Regions from separate parts of the Mus musculus genome. Here all the other regions are linked to region 1. A link is a contact called in public HiChIP or PLAC-seq data. All regions are on one chromosome and are shown on one strand. The core of a region is the stretch at or near the end of the contact, and the rest is flanking DNA. Distances in the headings are between cores, read along the strand shown. Region 1 overlaps Chn2 (chimerin 2). Region 2 holds the start of Chn2 (chimerin 2). Region 3 overlaps Chn2 (chimerin 2).

Evidence for each region. HiChIP or PLAC-seq counts read pairs in DNA pulled down with a chosen protein or histone mark.
Region 2: a contact with region 1 is called in a FOXA1 HiChIP or PLAC-seq map of pancreatic cancer cells. The contact joins the promoter of Chn2 here to the enhancer-like site in region 1. A contact is called at or near these places in 10 of 39 promoter capture datasets (the C10 cell line, the HPC-7 cell line, HPC-7-derived erythroid cells and 6 more), 6 of 484 Hi-C or Micro-C datasets (the HL-1 cell line, bone marrow-derived macrophages, embryonic stem cells and 3 more), 22 of 115 datasets of contacts at active chromatin or transcription factors (bone marrow-derived macrophages, a colorectal cancer cell line, craniofacial prominence and 16 more) and 3 of 9 other capture datasets (adipose tissue, liver and pancreatic islet).
Region 3: a contact with region 1 is called in a FOXA1 HiChIP or PLAC-seq map of pancreatic cancer cells. The contact joins two enhancer-like sites. A contact is called at or near these places in 1 of 484 Hi-C or Micro-C datasets (liver) and 4 of 115 datasets of contacts at active chromatin or transcription factors (embryonic basal ganglia, embryonic stem cells, pancreatic cancer cells and 1 more).

Annotation. Positions count from the first base shown.
Region 1 is chr6:54,198,289-54,201,128 of GRCm38.p6, forward strand. The region is part of intron 3 of Chn2 (chimerin 2); the gene reads left to right. Among named protein-coding and RNA genes, the nearest start is that of 9530036M11Rik, 47 kb to the left of the region's middle. Within about 2 kb of position 1,448, at least 14 of the 459 cell types and tissues checked have an H3K27ac peak or open chromatin away from gene starts, as enhancers often do. A contact at or near this core is called in the HL-1 cell line, granulosa cells, hepatocytes and 2 more, where this site is marked.
Region 2 is chr6:54,038,543-54,041,382 of GRCm38.p6, forward strand. It overlaps Chn2 (chimerin 2), which reads left to right and starts at 1,390. Exons shown (of 13, transcript NM_001163640.1): 1 at 1,390-1,613. The coding sequence starts at 1,565.
Region 3 is chr6:54,067,615-54,070,454 of GRCm38.p6, forward strand. All of the region lies in intron 1 of Chn2 (chimerin 2), which reads left to right. Among named protein-coding and RNA genes, the nearest start is that of Chn2, 29 kb to the left of the region's middle. Within about 2 kb of position 1,462, at least 23 of the 459 cell types and tissues checked have an H3K27ac peak or open chromatin away from gene starts, as enhancers often do. A contact at or near this core is called in liver and pancreatic cancer cells, where this site is marked.

The DNA of each region.
Region 1 (2,840 bases), core at 198-2,697:
AAATGGGACAAACATTGATGCCTGATGCATATGTAGCAGGTGCTCAGTTAATGTGCAAGAGCCGGTTCACCTATGGAGAGCAGGTTGAGAGACAGTCACTAGGAACAGTCAGGGTAATGACAGCAATCCCTGACTGGGCGAGAAAAGCGGCAGTGATAATGAACTGAGCAAGATGCCCAGGTCTGCAGTCAAACCACTGGGATGACAGAAAGCCATCCTGAGGATGAGAACCAGAAGGTACCAGCAGCTGAACAATGGTGCCGACTACGCCAGGAAGATTCAGCCATGGAAAGAATGCTCCGTAGCTTTCTCAAGATTCATCATTGTAAATTAATTCTTAGCGAGCCACCACAGCACCTGGGTTCTGCATGCATTTCCAGAACACTCCTTGCTACCAGATTCAAAACTTCTTCCAGAAAACAAAAGCCTCTCTTGCCCTTTCCACGAATTACCAATCTGTCACTTCTTAAGCATTCATTAATTACCAAATGTATGTTGGGGGAGTCTACCAGGAACTGTGCAGAAAATTTTCCCCAGAACCTGTCTCTTTAACCGAGACCTCTCCTCTGGGCTCTCAGCACCTCTACCCACCCGTCTGCTTGGCTTCTGCGAGTGGATGGCACCTAGGCTGGTGAAAGGCTCGCTCCCTTTCAGGTCTGCTTCATTCAGTGTGCATAGGTCTGAAAATCCTGGCTTGCCGCTCCCCACCCTCACGACGTTCTCTTCCATTCTTAGAAGTTGCCAACCTTACTTCCAGATAATTCTCCAACAGGTCCCACACCTTTGCCTGTCTGAGTTTCAGATCCAGTGTCACTGAGTCCCAGGCCCTCCCTGGACCCAATGTGCATAAGCACCACACCCCCAGCTGTCAGATAGTCCCTGTCCTGTCACCCTGTTTGTTCTGTCTCTAGTAAAGTCACCCCTTCTTGTCCACAAAGGATACATTTCCAGACATCTGGTAGATCCCCAAGAGAGTGATGCATGCTAACCCTGACATAGCCTACTTAGCTACAATAAGGTTTAGCATATAAGTTAGGTACAGTAAAAGAATAAAAACTCATAATAAAGAAGCAATTTTAAAACTATACTGGAATGTGTTATTTTAAACTTCTGAACTGTTTACTTCTGGAATTTAACATTTTCAGACCATGATTGACTGAAACTCATAGGGAAAAAGCACAGATAAGAGGGGATTGACCTGTTAAATACGTCTCCTAGTATGCTTCCCTAAATTATTAATTGTCACTTATGGGTCTTTCTCTAAAAGAATGGATACCCCAGAGACACCATCATTTAAGTTCCTCCCTGGCACTGAGTGCAGCCAAGCAACAGTGGGTAATCAGCAAACATGGAGCAGAGTCATGCAAGGAGGCCAGAGCTGGGTGGTGTGAGGAATTCAGAACTATCAGAGGCTTGCTAAGAACATACGGGGTTTACACAGTGCTGTTATCAGGGCAGTGAGTTGGACTTTTGGCAATTAAGATGCTTACTTAAACCCGACTGATAGTGTACCCTGGAATGGTCCAAGTTTCTTTTTAGCCTTTTTCAAAAGTCAAACATGTCAAGATTTTTTGCATGACTAATTTAAGTCAAATTCCACTAGCATCCCCTAAAGGACGGACCGTTTTTTGTGACGCAAATGACTCGCCTCCTTTGTCCACTTGGGGCTTCCTGGAGAATGGAGGATTACAAAAAGCAGTTCCAAAAGGGAAATAAAATGACAGGCTATCATTTCAAACCATTCTCCATTCTATACAGCTCCATTTCCTGCTCCCTCACCATATAACAATCTCTTTGGAAGACTGTTCTTTTAATGCAGAAATCAGTTGTAGAGCTGCCGCTCCCAGTGCTCAAGACCAGAGCCCGCCTTTGTTTTGATGTCAGAGGTGGGATGGGACAAGGACTTCTGCAGTTGTTGTCACACCCCACTGCCCTGTTTCACCAGCTAGGGAATCAGATGCTTTTTAAACATCACTTCACGTCCCTTCCCTCTTGGAGGCATTTCCTCCGGGTTCTGGTGTTTCTGAATAGCCTGTTTCATCATTTCTGCTTTTATTTGTAAAGCTGTCCTTTGAAGCCTACAGACACATTGTTCTTCATCAGGCATTTTAAGGTTTTAGCAGTTGCTCCTCAACTTCTCAGCCATGGGCTGTACGCCCTGATCTGGTCTCCAGCTTGCCTGGGACATGCACACAAGTCATCAGCATTGTCCACATCTTTCACCATGAACTCAATCCACTTAACATCACAGACTTCTGTAGCGCGAGGTGGCTTTCTGTCATCCCATCATTCTCCTGCTTTCTATATTAATCATTGGGAAAAGAAATGTTTTAAAACAAAGTGCCTTCTGGGAGGCTGCACCACTCTCCCGATGTACGATCCCCAGAGCTGGGACAGCTCGAACATCATGCGATTGATTCTACAAGCCAGGAACAAAAATCAATCTCGATGGTCTCTAATTGGCCTCATGTATAGTGATCAGAAGGCAATCGCTTCTCTGGCAGAAGCATTTCCATCCCTTTCATCCTGGGCTTTCTGCGCTGGTCTCTTTCTTCCCTCTTACTATTGACACAACCAAGAATAAAGGGCTTTTCCCATCACTTTTCTCCCCGCCTTTCATCTTATTCACCAGCACAGCCAGCCTTCTTTCTTCACATTATCTTCTCCTTACTTAGACTTACTCTGGTCTTAGACGGTCTTAGTATGGCGGAAGAATTGACGTGGGAGCTTTTCTTTACTTAAAGATAGGAATCGTAATACGTGTTCCCTTCCTTTCTTTCTTTCCTTTGCTTTTGTGACACTGTTCCTGCTAGAACTCACCGTGCAGCTGAGGATAACTT
Region 2 (2,840 bases), core at 140-2,639, 160 kb before region 1:
GGCCCCCAGGACCTCGCTGCTGTTCCAGAGTCACTCCTGATCATTTTCAAATGGACTATGTCCTTTTTAGCCATGTTTTTCAAATCGTGCCGCTCCCAATGAGAACACTTTCCGTTTTGCTCTATAATGAGAGTACTTTCATTCCTTTAATGTTTGCTTTTTTTCCCTTTGATCTAACAATTTCTGTTCAAATTTCACAGTTTTTCTGTAGCTTTAGGAATGAAAGAACCGATTACCCTGCTGGGAGCGTGAAACGGATTTTAAAAAATATATATCTGCATGACATTTCCTTCCAGTAAAATTAATTTAGGTTTAAATACAGGAGGATGGCACACACCGGCTCCAGTCCCTTTCTCCGGTACACCTAGGCAATTCCTTATCCTTAAAGGATTCAGTCGCACCTGCTGCAGAGTCAGTCTTTTGTGAAGATCCTACCAAGGGGCAGAGAACCACTTTCTTTGTGTAAGACCGATGCCACCTTTGGGATGTCTCTATTTCTTTTAGCACCGGTCTCAGAAGCATAGTGGACTTTGGGGGCACTGTCCCTGCCAGTGTCTGGGGTACTTAAGTGTAGCTAGATCAGCTCTCTCTGCTTTAGGAGACGCTTCTTGTGGCAGGGCAGGGACCTTCGGTTCCTGACCAACAAAGGACAAATTAAAGGGTGATGGGAAGGGCGCTTCCCAGCCTTGGTGGCATCCTGGCCTGCTCCAAACCCGCACGTAATCCTTAGAGACCTTGTCTTCTCCTTCTGGAAGTACCCCCACCCCTGCACCCCCTCCCCCGAGCTGTGTGGCTGATCCAAACCTAGAGCTTGCTGCCAGTCCCACCACCTTCCTCCTACGACCCCTCCATCCCCTTCTAATTCGGGAAGCAGCACTGTACACTGCTGCCCGGCCCGCCTCGCGTCCCTGGCGGCGTGCCCAACACCTCGGGGCAGGCTCCGAGTCCTGATGGTCTCCACCCCTTGGTCTGCAGCCTCCCCCTGCAGCCAGGGTTGCAGGAGCTGTCAAGCCGGCCGAGCGGATTCAGCCCGGAGCGCCGGCGTTCCTCTCCTTCCTTTGTGTGCGCGCGCGAGCCGAGTTGGGGAGGAGGGAGAAGGGGGAGGTCGCTGTCTATCTGTCTCCCCCGCCTTTGCCCGGGCCGCTCGAAGTGCGGCGGCGGGAGAGGCTGGATCCCTAGAGTCAGTGCCGGGAGCCGAAGGGCGCCCAGGTTCCAGTCGCGCGCAGGGAGCGGGCCCGCGGCGGGGACAGCGGGGACGCCGAGAGAGGTGGTCCCATCCTCCTGGCCGGCCGCCTTGGCCTCGCTGTGCCCCTGCCACCTCGACGCCCGCAGCGGAGTGCGCCCAGGCGCCGAGAGGGACGGCGAGCACGAATAAATAGCGGCGGCGGCAGCGCGTCATCTGGCGGAGCAGGAAGTACAGGCAGAGTCCGGAGGCCGGTGCTTCCCGCGCGTCCCCAGGACTTTGCCATGGGCTGGGGGCCGCGCGGGCTGCGAGCAGCCGGCCGAGGGCAGCGGCGACGCCGCCCGCACCAGGACTGAGAGAGCGGTGACGCGCGGCGCCGAGATGGCAGCATCCAGCAACTCTAGTCTGTCCGGCTCCTCCGTGTCCTCTGGTGAGTTTCAGCGCGCGGGCGCCCGTGCTGGGATGGAGAGTCTACCTGTGGCCGTCCCTCCCGCTCTAGGAGAGCGTGGCGCGGGACACGAGCGTCACTGGGACACTTGTTAAGGTGGTCAACACCTTTGCGTCTGAGCGGTGACAGTGTAGTGGTGGGACTCGGTGGTGTCCTAGGCGTGCGGACCTGGAGTCTGGGGCTCCTGGCGAGCAGTAGCTGCCAGCAGCCTTGCACTTTCTGCACAGCTGGAACAGGGGCAGAAGGCGCAGGGAAGCTGAGGGCACAGCTGGGCTCGGGACCTGTCTGCCTTGGTGCCAGAAACCTTGGATACTCAGAGCCAAAGAAGGGTGCAAACCCCAGCTCCTTGCAGACTCGGATTTCTTTGTTTGTTTCAGAAATTAGCTCCTTGGAGACACTCGCTTGGGGTATGGGTTTGAGAGAGCAGCCAGGACGAAAATGTGTCTTGCTCATCTGACTGAAGTGGGATAGTGGAATGGAGGTTGAGCCCAGCCTCTGACTCCTGGCGTGTTTAGTGTGTGTGTGTGAGTGTGTGTGTGTGTGTGTGTGTGTGTGTGTGTGTGTAGGGACAGACAGAGACAGAGAGACTGTGAGACAGACACAGAGAACATGTGTGCGCGCGGGAGGGGGGCGGTGGGGGCTGTAATTTTACTTTCAAGGCTTCTTTTTTTTTCAGTGTTAAATGTGGCTGGGTGAAAGAAGGGCTTTCAAGCTTTTCTATGGTTGATCAGCAGGTCTAATTGAACAGAAAAAAATGATAATGAATGTGAATGCATAAGAATCAATGGAGGCAGCCCCTCTGGTTTCTGAACATGACAGGTTTCTAATCAGACTGATGCATTAGGTACAGTTCTACTACCCCTTTGGTCACTGAAAACTTTAATAAGAAACCCTGAAGGGATGGCTGGTAAGACATTTGGCATGGTATACAGAACTCAAGGGTCCAAGACAACAGTCTTCAAGTCCTGGTGGGAATGCTCAGTGTGTTACTACTGTATGGTGTCCACAATTGAGTTCCTTTTATTTATTCTCCAAAAATTAAATCCGGAGTGGAGAAGAGATGCAGCACTGGCAGGAAGGCAGGCATTAAAAGGAATCATAGCTATGGATGTGTAACTAATCAGATTGTAGACACAAGGTGACTGTGACCAGTGTAGGTGTTCTCTTGAAAGCTACATGCTATTTTTTTTTTTTTTTTTTTTTTTTGGC
Region 3 (2,840 bases), core at 212-2,711, 130 kb before region 1:
GTAGAAAGGGATGGAGAGAATGATTCATAATGAGCAAAACATGTATTCCATTCGGGATTTATTTGGATTTTGGAAAGATGTGAGATACTGATCCCCTGTGTTGCCTGTTTGCAGCCTGTTCCAGTTGATACCTCCATTTTCAGTCGTGGCAAGATTGCAGGGGAATTTGCAAAATCCAGGAACCTCAGTGGTTTTTCAAAGGCCTTAGAGATTAACAGCAGACGTCTTTCCTGAGTGCCATCACAGGTGCCACAGAAATTTGTCTAAATCAAGATGGCCTGGGCAACAGGTGATGTGAGTGTGTATTCCAGCTCTGGGGGGGCTGACACTTGCAGGCCCTCCATTTGAAGGCCAGCATGTGCTCCTTGGCAAGACCTTATCTCAAAACTTATAAATACATAAGGGGAGGTTGCAGAAATTATGGCCAGAACCTATGTTACTAAACTTGGATGTGGGGGGTTGGGGGGAAGGGGAGAAGGCTAGCTGTCCAGTAGGCAAACTTTATTGGGAAGTATTTGCTTGGGACTCATACCTTCCTGAGGGTTAGGCAAAGATAAACAAAATTATACAATGTGGTTAAAGTTCCCAGATCAGCACACGAAGCTACCTTAAGCAACCCTGTACCCTGACTGCCTCGGCAAAGCAGTTGGGCTCTCTACACCTTCCCTGTGCTTTAACGTGTCTTCCTTTCCTAACCTCCTGGTGTGTGCCGTCTCATCCAGCAGCCAAGCAAAGCTGTCCAGCCCTGTTGCACATCCAGAGGACAGAGGACAGGGGCTGGCCTCTCTTGTGACCTCTTCCAGCTAAGTAACAGGGTCTAACCCCCACCCCCTCAAGGTGACTTACTACCTCACAGGAGGTGGGGGGGGGACAGTTCTGGCCATTGATAGGGTGTCATATTCACTGAACTTTCCTGTGGTTAAAATGTTATTCTGAGCCATGTCCGACAGGCTGTGGGATTAGGTCTTTATTAATAAAATCCCCTAAATGATGTTTGCCATGTGCCATTCCACTTGAGAAGATAAATAGGATAGAATTAAATGGACAAGGCAGATTACTTATCTTATAATTAACATTGTATGAGGATGAATTTTAAATTTATAGCAGGATTCTGGGCTAGCGAGAAGCCGTATTAAATCATTTTTCTTTAAAAAAAATCTTTTGAGACATAAATTTTCTGTGAGGGAAAAAGAAAAAAACAGAGAACAATGAGCTGTCTTTTCTTGATCAAATGCTGGTATCATTCCAAAGCTTTGAAAAATGAAAGGAAATTTAACATTTTACAAATCTCTCTCCATAATCTCCTATTACAAATGGGGAAGAAAACGAACTGAAGTATTTGGAAGGTTTGGAAACTTGGAAGATGCCAGTATGCTGGGTAAGCCTGGGGATAGGCAGGCCCCGCAAGGTTAGTGGTAGGAAGCTGATGACGAGTCTTTTGATCCTTTAGTCACCTGAACGGCAGCTCATTGAATGTGGTTTTAAAACTAAAAATAGTATTTCCTGGGAGGAAGGAGGTTTCTGAGTCTCTCTCTTGAACCTTGCATAGCCTCATCCCTTTTCTTACAGTACGCATTAATGTGTAGCAGGACCTCTACTCTGAGTACTGCAAGGGCCTTGCTTTACCTCTCTCTCTCTCTCTCTCTCTCTCTCTCTCTCTCTCTCTCTCTCTCTCTCTCTCAGCTGTGTGGCTTACATTGGGCACAAGTTCACTGTGTAGCCCAACTTAAATTATTCATTTTCCAATTTTTTATATCTTTCTGATTAGCAGTTGCCTTCCTACCTCAGTAACCTCCTTTCTGCTGTGGGTCATATGGACTCCACTTTTATCCTTCATTCCATAGCAATGTGTGTGTGTGTGTGTGTGTGTGTGTGTCTGTGTGTGTGTGTGTCTGTGTCTGTGTGTGTGTGTCTGTGTGTGTGTCTGTGTGTGTGTGTGTCTCTGTGTGTGTGTGTGTGTGTGTCTGTGTGTGTGTGTGTGTCTGTGTGTGTGTGTCTCTGTGTGTGTCTGTGTGTGTGTGTGTCTGTGCCTGATGGCTTGGCCTGCTGTTCACCTTTGCCTCTCCTTCTCAGAGGAAGTCACTCTTGACTTCCGGGGCCTGCTTTTCCCTCACTCAAGCTGCCTGGGTTTGCAGCTTCTAGCCTAGACCTGTGGAGGAGTCAGCCTGTAATCCTTATTTGCACCTGAGATAGCCCATCTCCATGGAAATAGCTCAGACAAGAAACTGAGTCCTGATTCTGACTGATCCTGAAGATAGAGGTCACTTTGGTTTTACTCAGGGTCACAACTGCTTTTCTTTCCCCCCTTTCATCAAAAATAGACCCGGGGCTTCTGACATGGGTCACCTGCATGAGAAATAACTGTAAGTGACATGAAGACCACCCCTCTTTCCTCATTTAATACCAAGTATTCCATTGCTAAGTGTAGGATGCAGAGCTCTCATGTACTAGTATCTATTAAGCATACTGTGTACAAAAGATTCCAAGTTAGACAGACGCCTTCTGCTTTATGTCACTGAAAAGTATGGCAGCTGGAAGTTATTGTTCCAAATGCATAGAAAGAGTGCCTTAAGACACACACCACACACATGCATACTCCATGAACACATACACAGAGGTGTACATGCACATATACCCCCTCCCCTTCCTGTATCCATGCACCTGCAGAATCAACCAACGGTAGATTTTTAAATATTCTGAAAAAAATTTGCACCTGTTCTTAATGTATGCATAGACCTTTTCTCATTCTTATTTCCTATGAAATATAGCCCAAGAACTATTTGCATAAAATTTGTATTGCATTCCATATCGTAGGTAAATGAGATGACCTAAAGTATCTG